2 separate regions of the Sus scrofa genome follow, and region 2 is linked to region 1. Evidence: chromatin contacts called from public HiChIP or PLAC-seq data. All regions are on one chromosome and are shown on one strand. Each heading gives the region's core, a stretch centred on a gene start, on an enhancer-like site or on the middle of the called end of the contact. The rest is flanking DNA. Distances are from core to core; before and after follow the strand shown.

What was found. HiChIP or PLAC-seq counts read pairs in DNA pulled down with a chosen protein or histone mark.
Region 2: a contact with region 1 is called in an H3K27ac HiChIP or PLAC-seq map of alveolar macrophages. The contact joins two enhancer-like sites. A contact is called at or near these places in 1 of 47 Hi-C or Micro-C datasets (liver) and 1 of 2 datasets of contacts at active chromatin or transcription factors (alveolar macrophages).

The regions. Positions count from the first base shown.
Region 1 is chr8:31,624,367-31,628,438 of Sscrofa11.1, reverse strand. All of the region lies in intron 2 of RBM47 (RNA-binding protein 47), which reads left to right. Among named protein-coding and RNA genes, the nearest start is that of RBM47, 64 kb to the left of the region's middle. Within about 2 kb of position 1,413, at least 13 of the 83 cell types and tissues checked have an H3K27ac peak or open chromatin away from gene starts, as enhancers often do. A contact at or near this core is called in alveolar macrophages, where this site is marked.
Region 2 is chr8:31,772,921-31,777,310 of Sscrofa11.1, reverse strand. No RefSeq gene overlaps it. Among named protein-coding and RNA genes, the nearest start is that of NSUN7, 35 kb to the left of the region's middle. Within about 2 kb of position 2,295, at least 10 of the 83 cell types and tissues checked have an H3K27ac peak or open chromatin away from gene starts, as enhancers often do. A contact at or near this core is called in alveolar macrophages, where this site is marked.

The DNA of each region.
Region 1 (4,072 bases), core at 164-2,663:
AGAGGATAGAGGTAAAAAGCCAAAACACAATTTATAGTTGGTTCAGTGTTCTGGGCCTTAGAGAGAAGTCCATTTGTAATGAGCATCTGCTTCCATGCACACACACACACACACACACACACACACACACATTTCTTCTTACACATTGTCCTGCTCACACCCTACCCACAGCTCAGCTCTCCCATCCCACTTGATAGAGTGATTTTGTAAGAGTGATTTTGTAAACAAATGTGGAAAGATCATTCCAGATTCCTAACAGGTCTGCCTCAGTGTTTCCCAGAAGCTCTTGGGAAGGCATCCAGGGATATGAAAGTTTTGACTGCCAAAAGCTTGTATGCCCTCTTCCCAGATGTGGCCATGACTTCCCAGGGTTACTGTCCCTAAGCCCTCATTTAGCTGGCATCATCTGTTCACATCAGTCTTCATGGAGGACAACACAAGTCTGCCCCCGCCATTCACTTTACTGAATCCTGTATCCTGGAGCCACATCAGAAAAATAGTCAAGGCAGTAATTACTCTTCAAGTCACACCGACATCATCGATTAGAGAGGCAGGATAATGTAGTGGCCGCAAGCACAGCCTGCAGAATTACACTGCCTCTTTGGAATCCCAGCCTGCCTGCGTGACTGTGGGCAGGTTTCTTTTCTGTGTTAATATCAATCTGAGACATCCTTGCCTGAAACCTACCGGGTCATACATACACGTTTTGGAATCCAGAAGACTTTAGATTTTAGATAGTATTTTGCATATACTCTACATTGCTTAATACCACTAGCTGGGGCTGAGGCAACATCCTATAATCAAACACATCACTCTTTCTTCAGCAGAGCACATGGGTACTCATACTGGAAGGAAGGGAATCTGCCGTCTTGTTAGAGGCTGGAGCGTCTAGGTTTGGCTGCTAAATGACTTCTAAAAATTACTTGGTTTTTCAGAGTTTAGTATCTCTTGCAGGTGAGGTGGATGTCTTGGCAGGATTCAATGAGAAGACGTACCTAAGTGCCAAGAACAAAAGGCGCCATGAGAGTGTGAGCTGTTAGTATGAAGCATTTGTTATTATAAAGCCGTCATAGCCCAAGAAGCAGCTGAATCTACAGTATCATTTCCTTCTCTTCTCCATCCCAACAAGGAGGCCTTGACCATGTGCCAGGCACACTTCTAGGTGCTGAAGGAAAACAAATGTTGACCAGACAGGGATACGTGGCTGGGGACACTGCCAGCTTTTTGTCTTTTTGTCTTTTTTTTTTTTTTTTTAATTAGTTTGCTTTGCCTATCCAACTTTTGCCTAGGTATTTCCATGCTGGGCTATTCGAGTTATGTTAGAATCAGATCAGCCCCCAGAGAGACAGCTGTGTCTGGTATGTTGTCAGACATACGTACAGAGGACAGGAAATGATGACACGTGATGCAAGTGACTGGAAACGGATGGCTCTTGGGTAGGAAGTTCTAAGTAACAAGAGGAAGGAAGTCAGTTCAGTTGAATGAGCACTTCGAGTAGAAGCGAAGACACTTGTTCCTCAGGTGCACTTCCTTGTGCCAGGCGGCCGCGTCGGGTCCTGACCCGGCAGGGATGAATAAGGCAGGCTCTCTGTGCCCTTGAACTGATGTGGTGTTGGCTGTTTCTACATGAGCCTGGAGAAACCAGCCAACCTCTCTGAGCCTGTGTGCTTATCTTCAAAGCAAGAGGGCTGGAGTCCGTGTAACTAAGGCCCCACTTTCCTTTCAAAAGTCTGTGGTCCTAAAGAATTCCTTATCAGCTTGCTAGTCAACCCCTGTCCATCACTCTGGGCTTCAGAGGAAAGGAGACGGGCTTTTGTTGCAATGAGAGAGAGCTGATGGAGACCTAAGGAAAGACTTGGTGACAGTGCCAGAGCTTAGGGTTTATGGTCTTCCGAAGCTGAGATACTGCATTTCTCAAATCACGAGTAGTGACAAGTGTCAGGCTCTGCTGTAGGAAGAAAGCCTCTTCTCTCACAGAGCTTAGCTTTCAGTGGGGGGTGGAGAGATAACCAAAAGTGATAAAATGAGTGCCTAATGTAATTTCAGACAATAAGAAATGCAGAGAACAATAAAGACAGGAAAGAGGAAAGAGAGTGCAGGGTTGGTGATTGGAGGGCTGTTTGCAAAGAGTGGTCCCAGAAGACTTCTTGGAGGAGGTGAGTCCAGTCAGGGAGAGCCAGGCAGGGAAGGCTGGGAAGGGAAATTCCAGGCAAGAGTTCTGCGGCCTGGAAGTGAGAGGAGGTGAGAAGGCCGGCATGTTGGAGGAACTGCCAGGAGGGAGTGAGGGACCCGAGAAGGGCAGGGAAGGAAGTAACCACGCAGACTCCCGAGGGAGCCCTGGGAAGAACTTGGGATTTTGTTCCAAGTGTGAGGAGAGGCCATTGGAGGGTTTTGAAAAGGGGAGTGATATGATTTGATTTAAAAAGGAAGCTCAGGAGTTTCCGTCGTGGTGCAGTGGTTAACGAATCCCACTAGGAAACATGAGGTTGCGGGTTCCATCCCTGGCCTTGCTCAGTGGGTTAAGGATCTGGCGTTGCCGTGAGCTGTGGTGGAGGTCGCAGACATGGCTCGGATCCCGTGTTGCTGTGGCTCTGGCATAGGCTGGCAGCTACAGCTCCGATTCAACCCGTAGCCTGGGAACCTCCATATTCCTTGGGAGCGGCTCAAGAAAAAGGCAAAAATAAGTAAATAAATAAATAAATAAAATAAAAAGGAAGCTCATCCTCTTAGAATATGAATTCAGTAGTTGTTTTTCAGGAGAAAGTGTGATCCTGATGCAGGTTGGTTTAGCCTGATATTACTGGGTTTGGACTCGATGCATTTTTAACATCTCAACAGTTGAAATACAGCATCTATTGCCACCTATATCTTTGTCTTTTTGTTATTTCTTTGACAGAAGGTCTTGTATAAAAATACTGTCTTGTATGAGAAAATATCTCTTATATGAATGCTTTTATCATTTTAGTGCAACTTTTGAAGAGCTGTGCTATATGCTCCTGCCTCCCATCTTTCTTTGCTTTTTTTCAACAAATACTTAATGTTTCATAAGGTACCTAGATTCCTCGTATGCCAATGTTAATATAAACCAGTGTTTGGGTAGTAGTTGCTGAGTTGTTGTTTTCTTTCTTTGTGCAAACACATCTTGGGAATATTGAATAATATTCACAGATGGTGGAATTGAAACTTTCTGACAGAAACTTTTGGTTCTGTTTTCTTTGCACCTTGTTTGAGACAAATGTTTGCTCCTGATACGTTGATAACTGCGTTGCGAAAGTGACATTTAAATTGAGTTAAAATGTCTCTTGAATTTGTCAGCCTCAAACCATATGTATTGTGGCAACTCTGTTTTCTTAGTTATTTAAAGCTCAGCTATGATGAAAGGCCCCATGTGCCTCCTGTGTGCAAGCGGCCAACACACCTACTCTCAGTTACCTTGAGAAATATCTGTGGGCAGTCTGGACTTGCTCTTCAAATAGCTTAGTAACTCAGGAAATATATATCAAAGCCACAAGAGGGCAGCTTGTCCAGTGAGTCTAGTGGTAAAAAGTGCTCTTCTTTAGACACAGGATAATGAGGGTGAGAATGTCTGAATTTTTCAAAATATTTCTTGCATAAGGAAGCCTTTTAAAATTCTTAGCCGGCTTCATCCACTCAAGGAGACAGTGTTTTTGGAAATTAAAACAGGAGTTCCCCCTGTGGTGCAGTGGGTTAAGGATCCTGTGTTGCCACAGCTGTGGCGTAGGTTGTGGCTGCAACTTAATTTGATCCCAGGCCCGGGAACATTCATATGCCACAGGTGCAGCTATTTAAATTTTTACTCTTTGTGGTCCTGGTAGTAGTTAAAATTTGGCTCATATTCCCTGAGAGAGGGGCTAGCATACTCACAACAGTCAATAATTATTCGTTTGTTCTTTAAAGTTTATTTCCGCTCTGATAATAGCTAATTTAATAATAATGCACTTATTACACTTTACTTACTCGTATCAGTGAGCTCAAGGAATTACCTCTGTGAAGGAAGTAGCATTATTATCCATGTTTAGATGAGGAGACCGAGGTACAGTCACATGTGGCT
Region 2 (4,390 bases), core at 1,046-3,545, 150 kb before region 1:
AAGGAACTATGACTTTAATTTCAAATGACAGTGAGTTTTTATAGCTGATACCTGCTTTAATCTTCCAAAGCATCTTAAAGAGTGTAACTACCAGAAATCTGTGTACCTGGTGGACTGCATTCCCCATGACACCCTTTCCCTTTACCATTAAGTAAATTAAATATAGTGCCAGTATTTAAGTTCTCAGTACATATATGTTGTAGGAATTTTCTCTCTGGATTAAAAATGTCATTTCAGTGAGATAACTGAATCGATGGTACTCTTGTGTTTGCAATTCATCATGATTAGTGCCAGATTCAATAAATATAATTCATTGTTCTCCCTACTCTGAGATTAGCTGGATGTCATGACTTTGAAATAGCTGGACTCCCTGGTGCTGCAGGTATAAATCTTGCCCATGTAACTTACATTCTTTCTTATGAAGTAAGCCAGAGTGCATGGCATGTACTTTTCACACCTAGGAAGGCACTTCTTCCTCCCTCAAAGTGATTACATCATTCATTTCCTGCTTGAATAGCTAACCCCTCAAAAATATAGCAAATGGAGCTCTTGGTTTTAGTCACCTCACAATAGATTTTTTTTTTTCTTACCCCCCCCCCCATCCACTTTGTCTTTTTTAACCTTGAAGTATTTGGATGTGCGGTACGAGGAAAAACTATCCCAGAGAGCAGGAAGTATGCAGAGAATTTTCTTTCTCATGTCACTCTTCACAATGGCCAGTGAGGGGAGTTACAGGAACAATTTCAGGTGTCTGAGCTGAGACCCTGGCGAGCATCCATCTCACAGTCTCTTGCACTGGACTTTCTGGGTAACTCAGCTAGTATTTTACTGTTGTGTACCAGTGTGGTTTGCCTTTCATCTAACAGTTTGCTCACCAGAAATTCATTGTGAACTTCAAAGTAAAAAATCTACAGGAATGGTGGGGCACTGGAAATGAAGTGAGTTTCTATGCCCAGGTGGCATAAAAATCTAATTGTAGCTGGGAGCAGCCCAAGCCCCCTTAATGCGGATAAGACAGCATTCAACTGGCTTCAATAAAAAGGGACTTAAATGGAAGGGAGGTGGCCTTGAGAGCCGCCTGCCAGGACTGAGAAGGCCATTGTTCTAAGTTCTCCCAGGGCTTATGGAGATTGACAAGGCACCTGCTGCCTTCCAGAGTTGAACGTTCAGGGCAGCCATGAAAAAACCCAGGGCTGGGACACTCCCCTAGCCTCCAGCCCGCAGCCATCCAGGTGCTGGAGATTCAAATGTGGGGAGAAGGTGTAGGAAGAGCCCTCAGGAGGGATCTGGAGAGACTGTGTCCACTCTGTGAGCCACCTGGCACAGCTCTCTCTCCCCTTTAAATTACGTTTCATGCTTCTTAGCTCCAACCAAGGCTTTCTGTGGTCTTCTGTGGAAACCACCTACTAGTAACATGGAATCTCTGACCATTTTCACAGATAAGGTCTCACTTCATTCACTTAGTTTTGGGACCAGGATCAATGATTATGTATCCTGCTTAGTGCCTCGATCCTGCTACCCCAGTCCCCATCCTGGCTGCACAAAACAATACTTTGCTGTTTGTGGCAAAAGAGACTAAAAATCAGTAATCACTAATTTTCTCAATGTGGAGGTCAAATTCTAATTTCAGTTATTTTAAAAATATAATTTGAATAAATTATGATCCCCTGCTTTGCTTATTATAGTATAGAACAGACTATACTGTATGAAGGAGGGAATCTGGTCCTGAGAGTAGGAGATGCAGATTTTAGTTCTGACTATGCCGCTTAATAGCTCTATGATCTTGGACACACCACATAGTTTGGGAAGACTTAAGTATTCTCCCGACGAAAATGAGGAGGGTGGACAAGACTCCAGACTTGAGAGTCAGACAGAGCAGGATTTTAATCCTGGCCATTTCGTGTATTAGCTAGATGATTTTAAGCAAGTGACTATTAGTCTCATTTGAAGGCTTTAATGAGATAAAGTACATGAAAGCCTTAGCATCATTCTTAGAATGTAATAAGCACTCAACAAAGAAGAGTTATGATAACATGATAATGATCATAAGTACTATGTTTCTATTAAGGGCTTTTTTTTTTTTTAAATTCTCAAAGTCGATGACCTCACTCTGAGAAGTTGTGACCAGCTGCTCTGAATGTACCTGTTCATTTGATCCTGTGCTTCTTCAGACTGAAATCATAGAGAATTTTTCAAAGTGTTTATTTTTTTTTCATATTTCTATAGTAACAGCAAGCAATGTGATTATAGACATCATGATAAATACAGTCATGGGCTGACTTCCTGTTTTGGGTCATCGTGTAACACATACTAGAAAATCTATAAAGGTTAACATTTGGTTTTGGTGGCAGTGCTCAGAGTGAAACAAGAGAGCTCTTGTCATAAAACTGACTTGGAATTTTCTTTTAATTTACAAGTTTTGAAAATGTTCTCTCTAGAATGTTTAAGCTTAGTTCAAAATTATTCTCAGGCAGGAGTTCCCTGGTGGCTCAGTGGGTTAACACTCTGGCATTGTCACCAATGTGGCTTGGGCACTGCTGTGACAGAGCTTCAGTCTCTGGCCTAGGAACTTCCATATGCTGCAGGTACAGTCCAAAAAACCCAAACAAACCAAAAACCTCCACAAAACTTAAAATGTTAAAAAAAATCTCAGACAATTATAATTACTAGAAATGAGCAGTATTCACCAGCCCTGCAACTAGAATGGCAAAAAGATTTAATTTATTGAATAAGTATTGAATGCCCATGGCATGCCAGGCACCGCTCTAACTGTTGCAACACAGCAGTGAATAAAACAGACCAAAGCTGGAGTTCCTGTCATGGCTCAGGGGTAACAAACCCAACCAGTATCCATGAGGATGGGAGTTGGATCCCTGGCCTCACTCAGTGGGTTAGGAATCAAGCGTTGCCATGAGCTGTGGTGTAGGTCGCAGACTCGGCTCAGATCTGGCGTTGCTGTGGCTCTGGCGTGGGCCAGTTGCTACAGCTCCGATTCCACCCCTAGCCTGGGAACCTCCACATGCTGTGGGTGTGGCCCTAGAAAAGACAGAAAGACAAATATATATATAGAGAGAGAATACATGTGGATCTCATTATATTTCTGCATAACAGTGCTGATACAGTGTTTTGTCCTGACTTGGGTCCATGTAACACCACAAACTTCTTAACCAGCACGGGCAGGAGGCAACACTGAAAAAACAAAAATGTGCTGGCTTCTTCTTTGACATTCTCTTCGTCGAGGTACTGCCTGATCCCTCAGTCTTCTGTCTGGAACTCCTGTTCTTAGACACCTTTCATGGAGCTGTTTCCAGGTAGTTTTTCCATGCTTCAAATCTGTCCCATCCTATCAGAACTTGATGGTTCAGAGTCCCATTTCTGTGAGCCATTTAGCTTTCTAAAATGTTAATAGATTCTGATAGTTTAGGATATCATCCTTAAAATGTGTTCATTAAATGCATCTACCCTGTAATAAAATACCTGAGCTGAGAGAAATCGACCTCAAGTAGTGGTGATTTTGTGCTCCGGGAAGGGAACTGGAGCACTCTTTCTTCCTGGCGTAGCGGCATGGAGACTATGATCCCACCTTGTCCACAGATGTCCGTTGTGATCAATTGGCCAAGCCCTCCCTCTGCATCCTTCCTCCCTCCCTCGGATTTGGACACCTTCTCACAGTTCACACAGTGTTCTCACAGGTTTCTCGTTCCTCACGAAACAAGTAAGGATGGAGTTTTAAGTTGGTGGAAATAGATTTTTAAAATAAGGCCGTGGAATTCCCGTCGTGGTGCAATGGAAATGAATCTGACTATTATCCATGAGGACTCGGGTTTGATCCCTGGCCTCGCTCAGTGGGTTAAGGATCCGGTGTTGCCATGAGCTGTGGGCTTGGATCCTGCATTGCTGGGGCTGTGGTTCAGGCTGGCAGCTATAGGTCCGATTCAACCCCTAGGCTGGGAACTTTCACATGCCTCAGGTATGGCCCTAAAAAGCAAAAAATAAAAATAAATAAATAAATAAAGTAAGGCCAGGAAGCACACGGTCTTCTGGCTATTGAGGTCTGTGGAGCAGACGTGGAGGAGGGGCCCCAGAAGATCCATGGGAATGGTGGAGAACAGTGGAAAAGGGAAATGAATAGAATTGTCCTAAAGGTCTTAGCTGTGGGATGGCAGGGAATTTAGTGGGGGCAGGGCGGCGTGGGGAGGCAGGAGGGCTGAATTAGAACATTATAGTAGGAGTTATATTGCATCTCAGGGGGTAAATTATTTACAAATAATACCGAAGGCAAAATATTCTGAAATAGAGAGCAGGGAAAGGGATAGAATGGGAAGATATGCAGGAGATACTCCAAATAACAAAGGGAATAATGGAAAGTATATTAACTTGTTGAAATGAG